2 separate regions of the Capsicum annuum genome follow, and region 2 is linked to region 1. Evidence: chromatin contacts called from public Hi-C data. All regions are on one chromosome and are shown on one strand. Each heading gives the region's core, a stretch centred on a gene start, on an enhancer-like site or on the middle of the called end of the contact. The rest is flanking DNA. Distances are from core to core; before and after follow the strand shown. Region 1 holds the start of LOC107842471 (probable LRR receptor-like serine/threonine-protein kinase IRK). Region 2 has its middle 7.4 kb from the start of LOC124887368.

The links. A called contact is a pair of places that touch in the nucleus more often than the background predicts.
Region 2: a Hi-C map of leaf shows a contact between it and region 1, with 1.6 times the contacts expected there. The contact joins the enhancer-like site here to the promoter of LOC107842471 in region 1. A contact is called at or near these places in 3 of 5 Hi-C or Micro-C datasets (bud, leaf and placenta).

Annotation. Positions count from the first base shown.
Region 1 is chr9:122,382,699-122,387,805 of UCD10Xv1.1, forward strand. It overlaps LOC107842471 (probable LRR receptor-like serine/threonine-protein kinase IRK), which reads left to right and starts at 3,487. Exons shown (of 2, transcript XM_016686333.2): 1 at 3,487-5,107. The coding sequence starts at 4,301.
Region 2 is chr9:122,470,546-122,475,970 of UCD10Xv1.1, forward strand. It overlaps the pseudogene LOC107841335. Among protein-coding and RNA genes, the nearest start is that of LOC124887368, 7.4 kb to the right of the region's middle. Within about 2 kb of position 4,061, at least 4 of the 5 cell types and tissues checked have an H3K27ac peak or open chromatin away from gene starts, as enhancers often do. A contact at or near this core is called in bud and leaf, where this site is marked.

The sequences.
Region 1 (5,107 bases), core at 2,237-4,736:
AGATATCAAAATTTGAAAATATATTATCCCTTATTTTTAAAAAATATTTTCATTAGTTTAAAAATAGATACTCGTGATTGTAGAGTCATAAATAAACTTTTTATGTTTCATAAACTTATATATTTTAAAATTTAATTATGTAAAATATATTTAGATATAGTTTATTTAAATACTAATCATTAGCTTAAAACTAGAAACTTATAATTGAAGAGTTCTAAATGAACTCTTATTATTTCATTAAGTAATTTCTTGAAGTTGTTATAAAATATATTTGAATACATTTGATTTTAATAATAATAATAATAGCAATAACAATAACTATAACGATAACAACAACAATAACAAGAAGAAGAAGAACAACAAGAAGAACTAAAAATAAATAAAAATAGTTGTAGTAATGCGTAGTAATAGCGGTGGTAGAAATAATAATTAAATGAAAAATAAAATAATTAAAAAAATTTACTCATTAGGAGTTGGAGTAGTACGTAGAAGTAATAGTGGTAGTACATAGAAATAATAACTACTAATGATTATATGAAATAATAATATTATATTTAAAAGGATAAGAAAGAAAAATAAATTATTTCTTCTTTTATTTTGTTAGTATTTATTATTAAAAAATGTGGATTAATCTCATTGATTTCAAATATTTCTCTTAATTCAAATAGATATTTAAGATAAGCATGTCAAATTTGAAAAAGATAAAGATAAGGATATTCGAATTCAAATATTTCTCTTAATTCAAATATATATTTAAGATAAGTATGTTAAATTTGAAAATATAAGGATAAGGTTATTTGAATTTAAATTTGTAAATGAAATGAAATTTGTATATATATATATATATATATATATATATATATATATATATATATATTTACTCTTATCCTGGTATATAGTGTTAAGCTTTCTTCTCTCTCTTTATTATAGATTAATTATTATTAGCTTTATTTATGAATTCACTTATTACACTCTTTAGTTTTTTTTTTTTAAAACTCCATTTGATTTGATATTTTTATTTGTATATACAGATGATGATGTTTAGCAACTATTTTTTTTTATATTCGGGTCTAAATTCAATTAACTAATATTTCTCATTAAGATTTTGTAAAAGTAATTAAATACACCCTTAAAATTTTTAATACATGATGTTAGACTAAATAATTATTATTTTAAGTAAACTTTGATTATTAGAATTCAAGTTAAAATTGTGATGAGGAATATAATGAAAAATTATTATCCATAACTTTAAAATTTTATGCGTATGAACAACTTTTATAGTTCATGGCAAAACAGATTGCAGGTTCTGAAATGGTTGGAGAAAATTTAAAATAAATAAATATTTATTTTTCTTACAATTTATAATATTTTAACTCAATTATTTTTAAGGTGAAAATAAAATATTTTATAGTTAAAGTATGAATGAAAGGTAACAAAAGATTTAAAAAGAGTATAAGCAAAAGAAGATAAATTTTTTTTAATATTTTTTGATAAATTAACTAAACGGAGAGAACTAGCTTTGCATAAATAGGAAAAGAAAAATAAAAAAGTAAATTTCAATATATTAGAAAAAATATATATATTCTGATTTAAAAATAAAGATAAATGTTTTATTAAAATAATAAAAATATCATGTTTTAAATTTATGCACATATACATATAAACTATTTTTAAAAAGTCAAATTTTGGTCATTCTTTTCTTTTTCTTTTTCTTAACTTGGTTATTAAAGAAGAGAAAAAGATAATATTATTTATATTTGTTGATTAGAATTTGAAGATAAAAATAATAGTTTGAATTTTCAGTTTGAAAATATTTAGGTTCTTATTATTTTAAAATTTGATGACATGTATAATTTTTTTTACTCTTATTTTTCATCTTTTTCTTATTCCAAGAGAATGACTAATTTATTGAAATTAAAATCATAATATTCACTATAGTTCAATAATAAAAGTAATTGCTATATTAATTTTAATTTGTTTATATAGAATTTTATAAAATTTGTTATTTAGTCACTTACTTTAAAAATGCAATCTTAAGTAGAAAGATAATTTTATGGATCATTATTACTATAGAATAAAATAAATTTTTTGGGAGATTAAAAATAAAATTTACAGGTATTTAGATATTTTAATTGATTTAGTCTTTTGATTTTACTTAAAAAGCTACATCTCTATTTATTTATTTTTTAACTGGCTATGTGTACTATAAAAAATAAAAATAAAAAATTTAAAAGACTAAATGAAATAATATTTAGACAATGCAATTGAGTCATAATCATTGAATGCCAAATTACAATCTAAAAAAATACATTTAATAATGTAACTTAGAGTTTGATTAAATATAATGTACATAGGTTATATATTAAAATTGTTTTTCTTAGAATAAAATTCATGATTTTACTTTCTACTTATTCATATTTAAAATTTTTTACATGAATTATGGAATTAATTTTAGTCATAAGGACATGTTAATAATTTTTTTGAATATGATTTATAAAAAGATAAAAATTTTTAAAATCAAATATATGAGATAAATTCATATATTGATAGATGTGAAAATGTTTGACTTAAATTTTGAATTATAATCACTTCAAACAGACTAGATTATTTTGAAAGCTTCTTCTAATCTATATTTCATATATTTTTTTATGCATAACAAAATTTATCTATTTTAATCTTATAATTTGAAATAACAGAGAAGAAAACTCAACTGCTTATGTGTGAACGCAAAATATAATCTAATTCAAGGTCTAATTAGAAAAAAATAGAGTAATCAAATTACAATAAAAAAAATATACATTGAGGATTGGTGGGGGGAGGGGAGGAAATCTAAACAATTTTTGAGAATATAATGAAGAAATCGTAATACACATATTATTATTTATAAAATTCTGCATAGAAGAGATAGAGAAACAATAAAATAAAAATTCAAATTATTTTTGACAATTTAAAATCTTTAAATTGTTAAAATATAATTAGAAAATATGAAACGTAAAAAACTTTGTTTGCAAGTACATGATTATTTTTACTCATATATACTTGATTTTGAAGGGGAAAAAAGAGGGGAGGGGGTTGAGACTATTAACAGTCTATCATCTTTAAATTGTAAATAATATTATAAAAAAACATATGAAACATAATTTTTTGTTTATAATTAGATAATTTTTTTCGTATAAATTTGATTATCAGTGGGGGAAGGAATGAGTGCGGGTGGAGGCGTGAGGAGAAAGGAATAGAAAAATGTTTATATTTAAAAAAAATAAAAAAATGATTGGGGGATGAAGGGAGGTGGGTAGAGAAAAAGACTCTGTTTTATTAAAAAATAAGATGATAAATATTTATTTTTAAAAATAATATAATTTAACAAATTCAAACAAAAATAATTAAACTATTAATTGAATATTATTCATGCATCTCGCGCGGGTATGTATATCAGGCTACCAGTAGGCAGTGGGCACAGACAAATGCCTTTTTTTTAACACAAAAAAAAAAGAAAAAATTGATGTTTTTTCGCCGTTCAACTCTCTATGCACTCCAAAAATCTTTACTCTCTTAACAAAAACCCACCACCACTTTCTACACTCCACTAAAATTTTGGCTAAAAGCAAATCATTGAATCCACCAGCTTTTAATTCTCTCTTCCCCCCTCCACATCAAAACTCTAGTACTCAAACAACAAATTTAAAAGAATCAGTCTGCCTCTAAGCTTCCACACACACGTCAGTCTCTTCTTCTTCGACTTCTAAAGCTGTCCTCCCCTTTTAGGTTTAACCAAACACCAAAATTTCTCTCTTTCTGTCCACACTCTACCGGCGTTGTTCTTGTGGGTGCATCGAGCCTTCTAAAACTGTCCTCCCCTTTTTAAGTTTAACCAAACACCAAAATTTCTCTTTCTGTCCACACTCTACCGGCATTGTTCTTGTGGGTGCAACGAGACTTCTAAAACTTCCTCCCCTTTTAAGTTTAACCAAACACCAAAATTTCTCTCTTTCAGTCCACACTCTACCGGCGTTGTTCTTGTGGGTGCAACTTCTTTGATTTCTTCTGAAGCTGACACATTCACCCTTTTTCTTCCTCAAGCAGTGAAAATGTTTCCTTTTGTCTCGACCTTCTTGATATTCAGCCATTCTCAGTGATTTTTTGTTCTTTAATCCTGATGTTCGTTACATATGCAATTGCATTCCGTTTCTTCACACCCTTTTGGCATTTCTTTCTGTTGACATCTCCTTCTCTTAATAACACCCTTTTTGACTCCGACCATCCTTGTGTACTTTTCTGTGGCAACTGGTGGTAGAAAAAAATGTTGTTGCACATATTAACTGTTTTATCCTTAGCTCCGTTTGTGGTGGAGTGTTTGGACCCGGCATTCAATGATGATGTTATGGGTTTAATTGTTTTTAAAGCTGGATTGACTGACCCAAAATCAAAGCTAACATCTTGGACAGAAGATGATGCTACTCCTTGTAATTGGGTGGGTATAAACTGTTTTCCTCAGTCCAATAGAGTTTCTGAGATTTTACTTGATAATTTCTCTCTTTCTGGTCATATTGGTAGAAGCCTGTTGAGGTTACAGTTCTTGAGGGTTTTATCTTTGTCTAACAATAATTTTACAGGCAATATCAATCCCATTCTTTCCCAAATACCTAGCTTGAGGGTTATTGATTTGAGTGACAACAATTTGTCAGGCTCAATTCCTGATGAATTTTTTCAACAATGTGGCTCTCTGCAATCTGTTTCCTTTGCTAACAACAATCTCACTGGCCAAATACCCAACTCTTTAAACTCTTGCTCAACATTGCAAAGGGTTAATTTCTCATCGAACCGGCTTTCAGGCCAATTGCCCTCAGAGTTATGGTCCCTAAGCTCTCTTCAATCCCTTGATGTTTCTGATAATTTATTGGAGGGTGAGATTCCGAAAGCAATTGAGGGTTTATATTCTTTGAGGTCGATTCATTTACAGAAAAACAAGTTTACTGGTTGGCTGCCTGAAAATATTGGCAACTGTGTGCAGCTGAAGTCTATGGATGTGAGTGAGAATTTGCTTAGTGGAGGACTTCCTGAGTCTATGAGAAGACTGGATTTATGTACCATTGTGAATTTAAGATCA
Region 2 (5,425 bases), core at 2,811-5,310, 88 kb after region 1:
TATAAATCTCATGCTAAACCTTGTTTCCTATCCTAACATTTTATATATACATATATATACATTTATGTGAGTTTGTGAAATGACATTATTTTATCCTTTCCCTGAGTTACATGTTAGTGCTCGCCCTCTAACTATCTCAGAATACAACATCCTTTCATGATGTAGGGTCCTAGGGGTTTCTTCTATTGACTGGTCTAATATTAGGTGGTGAGGTCGTCTATCAGGTTTGTGGTGAAGTGGTGATCTTTCATCCTTTGGAAAGCTTGGCCATTCCATTAGTTTCTTTCCATATTTTAGAAATGAAGAGTTCACATTTACATTATCATTGTTATTGTCACTGTTATGGTCGGGGGCTTTTCCCGACCTATTTTGATAGTCGGACTGGTCTAGAGGATTTTATGGTTATGTGTGGGTTTGATGGTGTTGTTGACTCTTAGAGATTACTCTTGAGTTATGTTAACTATTTTATGTTTGTTCTCTGGTTGTCTTCCACTTTGTTATTATTTGGATTTTGCTCGATTGAATAGGCTATGAGGGTGGTCTTCAATCCTCGGTGGTCTTGGGATACCCGTCACGACTAGGCCCGAGTTCAGGTCGTGACAAGCTTGATATCAGAGCATAGGTTTTGGGTTTTTGGGTGTCCACAAAGATTTGTCGAGTAGAGTCCTTTTTATGGGTGTGTAGCACGCCATACTTTAAGGGGGAGGCTACAAGACATTTAGGAATGTTTCCCCTATTTGTGTTCTATTTCGGGCTATAGAGTCTAGGATCATGGAATTTCTCTAACTCCTAGTTTTCTCGTATGTTAGATCATTCCTCCTCAAAGATCTGATATTTATAGAAACTCTATTAGAACCTCTACCATACTTCATGGAAATATGGAGGGGACTCTCCCCATTTCTAGAGTACAGGCTCGGTTTAGGGTCCATCATCCCGATTGTGCAACTCCACCTGGGGTTCGACCGGTTGGTGATGTCCAACCTATACCTTCTCTCAAAAAATAATATGGTTGGTTCCAAATATAGTAACCTAAAAAGGTTGGGGTCGAATCCCAAGAAAATATGTGGAATTGTGACTCTCAACTGTTGTAATCAATGGGAAAAACTGAAAAAGTAAATGGGAGTTTTGAGTATCAAGGTTGAACAAGTGACGAGTATCAATTTCGGTTGTAATCAGTCGTGAGTAAGCATTAGGATTCCCCCTCCCCCCGACTAATCAAATTCGCAGGCTTATCGTGCTTTATTGAACCAACTCGATTCCTTACATGCAAAACTGATAAGTTATTTACCTTCTACAGTCTTTTAGATGAGCAGAAGGATTTCACCCTTTACCTTTTGAGTCTCAGGATGTCTCCTTACTAACCCTTATCTTGATCCCAATTAACTATTACCTTTTGAGTCTCTAGTTATTAGATGAAATCTAACTATCTTACTAAGATAAAACCTAGAAACGTGGATCGATAGTTAAACTCCAAATTATTGTTATCTTTTCCTAGTCACTACCCCACTTTTGCAGTAAGTAACAATAATCTTGTTCGGATCCTAACATGTGCACCTATTAAGAAAACTATTATATTAAAGATAAATTAATACATGTATGGGTATCGGGTTAGAACAACAATAGCACTTCCCCTACTTTGTCAATCCGCTAGGGTTTCCACAACCCTAGCTATAGGTTTTTAGCCGCTCATACTTCTGAAGTAATCAAAAACATTCATGATCAAAAGCATAGATGAAATCACAATAATAAGAAGTAGAAAATCCACAACCATAACTGAATTAATAAACTAAAGTTAATACAAGAGAATCCTAAGATCAAAATCTAATCTTGGAATCAAAATATGTTTGTGAGTATCAAAAGTGTGTAACTTTTACAAAAAACACATAAAGGATATTTATAGTACATGAGAAAACCCTAAAATCAAAGCACGAAAGAAAGAGGAGAAAAAAGAGTCGTTTTCCACTTATGGTCCCTACTTGCACCCTGTCCTTGGGTGCGGGTAGTACTTGCGACTAGCAGGGAGAGCGCAAGTGGTAACCACAAGTGCCAGACAAAAATTTCCTGCAAGTCAGCTTTGGGGATTTTGGACTTTTGGCACTTGCTTTGCCAACATGCATTCCATAAGTACTACTTGCGGTCCACATATTGATTTAGCAAGTGCCCGGAGTCATCTTTTCAGCTCTTCTTCAATTTTCGCACATGGTTTGATCACGAACAAGCCAGAAAGTGTCCCGAACATCCACAATTGCTCTAATAAGTATCCAAAACACCTGTTTTCATATTTTCACTAACTTAGCATCTAAAACATGATTTCCTACAAAACATACCCAAAACGCATCATATCTAACAAAACAACCTCATAAACTTTCATATTTTCATAGTTTTAAGCATTGAAGGTGCTATATTTCTATAACACATCACCGATCCCCACTAGTCCTTTTTCTATTGGTGATACTTATGCTTAGTCACCTTAAGGAGATATCTCTATTGTGGAGTTCCATTATTCTGTTCATTTGCTGACTTAGTTGGTTGATAACGCCCAAGTTACATCTTTAATCTGAAGATTATGCGATTGCTATCAAATATAGTAACCCAAAAAAGGTTAAGAGTCAAATCCCAAGGGAATATGTGGAATCGTGGTTTTCAGCCATTGTAATAAATGGGTAAAACTAGAAAAGTAAATAGTGGGATTTGAGTAGCAATATCGAACAAGTAACTATTTATCAACTTCAAATGTAATCAGTCGTCGGTGAACACTATGATTGTTTTCCCTGGGCTTCAAAACTCCGCATTCTTATCGTGCTTTGTTGAACCAACCCGATACCTTACATGCAAAATCTAATAAGTTATGTACCACTAACCGTCTTTTAGACCCCTTATCCTAGATCCTAGTTAACTATTACTTTGTGTCTCTAGTTATTATATGACAGCTAACCATCTTACTTAGATAATTCCTAGCAGTGTGAATCGACAATTATACTTCAAATTACTGTTGTAGTTACATTTTCTTAGTCACTACTCCTCTTTTGCAGTGAGTATCAATAATCTAGGAGGGATCCTAACATTTGAAACCACTAAGATAACTATTAAAGTAAAGATAATAGAATGTATACATGGGTATCGGTTTAGAACAACAATAACACTATCCCTACTTTATTAATCTGTTAGGGTTTCCATAACCCTAGACACAACTAAAATTACCCCTATGGCGACGATTGAAAAACCGTTGCAATAGACAACAAAAATGTTGCCATAGTTCTACCTCAACGCTTCAACAAGCGTCCTATATGTGGGCGTTCCGATAGGTCTATGGCAATGGCTGTCTGAAATCATCGCAATAGGTCAAGCTATGACAACGGTTGTCTGAAACCATCGACATAGGTCAAGCTATGATGATGGTTATTTTTTGACTTATTGAGATACCTATTTTCATCTATTACAATGGTTAGCAATCGTTGCATGAGAGTCTATTGCAAAAACATTAAACTTTTGCAATAACATCTATTGCGCTACTTTTGTTATTCTGTTGCAACGCTTTTTGAGTACCTATTACAAGTATTTCAATACTTATTGGGATGCCTATTTACATATATTACAACAATTACTAACTGTTTCAATAGATTCTATTGCAACGACATTAAACCGTTGTAATAGCATCGATTGCGATGCTTTCGTTATTCTGTTGCAACACTTTTTGACTACCTATTGTAATGGTTTATTTATCTATTGCAACTATTTTTGCAACATGTTATTAAATTGAAATGATATATATAAATAGCCACTCATATTAATGTAAATTTTTAATTACATACATAATAAATTATAACACAATATATACACATCACAAAACAAATTCATTCATTAATAATCTCATAATTCAAAATATGCAACAAAGATAGTTATTTAAATCCAAAATCAAAATGTTAATTAAGTGCAAATGATTAGTTAAGTTGCATTGAAGGTTTGGGCGATGTTAGGGAACTTGATTTGAAGGTCCTTGTTAGGAAAGAGGTGCGAGTCCTTTGGTACAATCATGACACCACCGTAACCATATACATCTCTCCCGACTAGACAGTAACTCTTCTGCTGCGATTCGAATTCTGCAGCCATTATAAGGAAGAGAGATAATAATTTAAAAAATGTATCTGTTTGTTGTCAATTCAAGTGTCCCTAAAACAAAACAAAAGAATAAAGGGGACATCGGGAGAGGAGCCTCTGGAATTGGTCGGATTAGATAATAAATCAACCATGAAATTACCTCTATTGAGTTCTATAATTTCCCGCTCACTTGAACATCCATTTCCCAAATAGGGAGTCATCCCCAGTTAATAGTTAGTGGTTATTACTTATCAATCTCCATTGCTTAGTTCCGAAAAGGTTTCAGAAAATGTTTTTCACCAAAAAGATTGTCAAAAAGACCTAACTTATCAGTTTCCTAGGTATGCATGTGTTCCCAAGTATCACTAGGGCCATCAACAAGGATATACCTTTCTTTGAAGTTCAGATCATAAGTTTTGTCCTTTACATAGAATTCAGATGCTGCAACATCCATTCCAATAACAACCTAAAAGGAAAATAATCTTAGCTTCTACGTTATTTAAAAGTAGTTTGAAAGAGAAGGTCTGATCTAAACACAATTGGGAGCTTACTTTTCCAGTATAACCTGCTTTATCGATGGCAGTCTTGAGCAATTCAAGGCCCTTCTTGTTCTCCTGAATTTGCAAAAAAGATAACCATGTGATGTAAAAGGGTAACCATTCATCAGTACGCCATACTCCTGCATAATTTACACTTCACCTGGATTATTAGGAACAAAACCATCCTCATCACCAACATTTATTGCATCTTGGTCATATTTCTTCTTTATCATAGCCTACAGTCACAGTAAACTATCATCAACAACTGATACAATCAAGGAAAAAGAATTCACTTGAACAAATTAAATACTTCCTTGTCCCATTTTATGTAGTGTAGTTTGAATTTGTGCAGAGTTCAATAAATAAATACTTTTGACACATAAGCTAAGAATATGCAAAATACCAAAATGTTAGCACCAACAATTAAGTGAAAGGTCAAAAGTCAGTGCATTTCCTTTAATATTTCTCTCTCCTAAGAAAAGTGGTGGACTTTTCTATTGAGTAGAACCCAAAAGTGATTTTAGTTAGTGTAAAACAAAGATATAAACAAGATTAGAAGGTTGCTTAATATAGAAAGTAAAGTCTTCCCTTCCATGAGAAATAAAAAAGAAAGAGCATACAATATGACATAGGAAGCACTATATTTTCTATTCTACAATAATGTACCCAATGTATTGCCATAAAAGTGGGTTCTGGGGAGTGTAGGGTGTACGCAATCCGTGCCACTACCATAGAGGTGAGGTACAGAGGTACTACATTATTGAGCCCAATGGAACTCAAATTGAGAA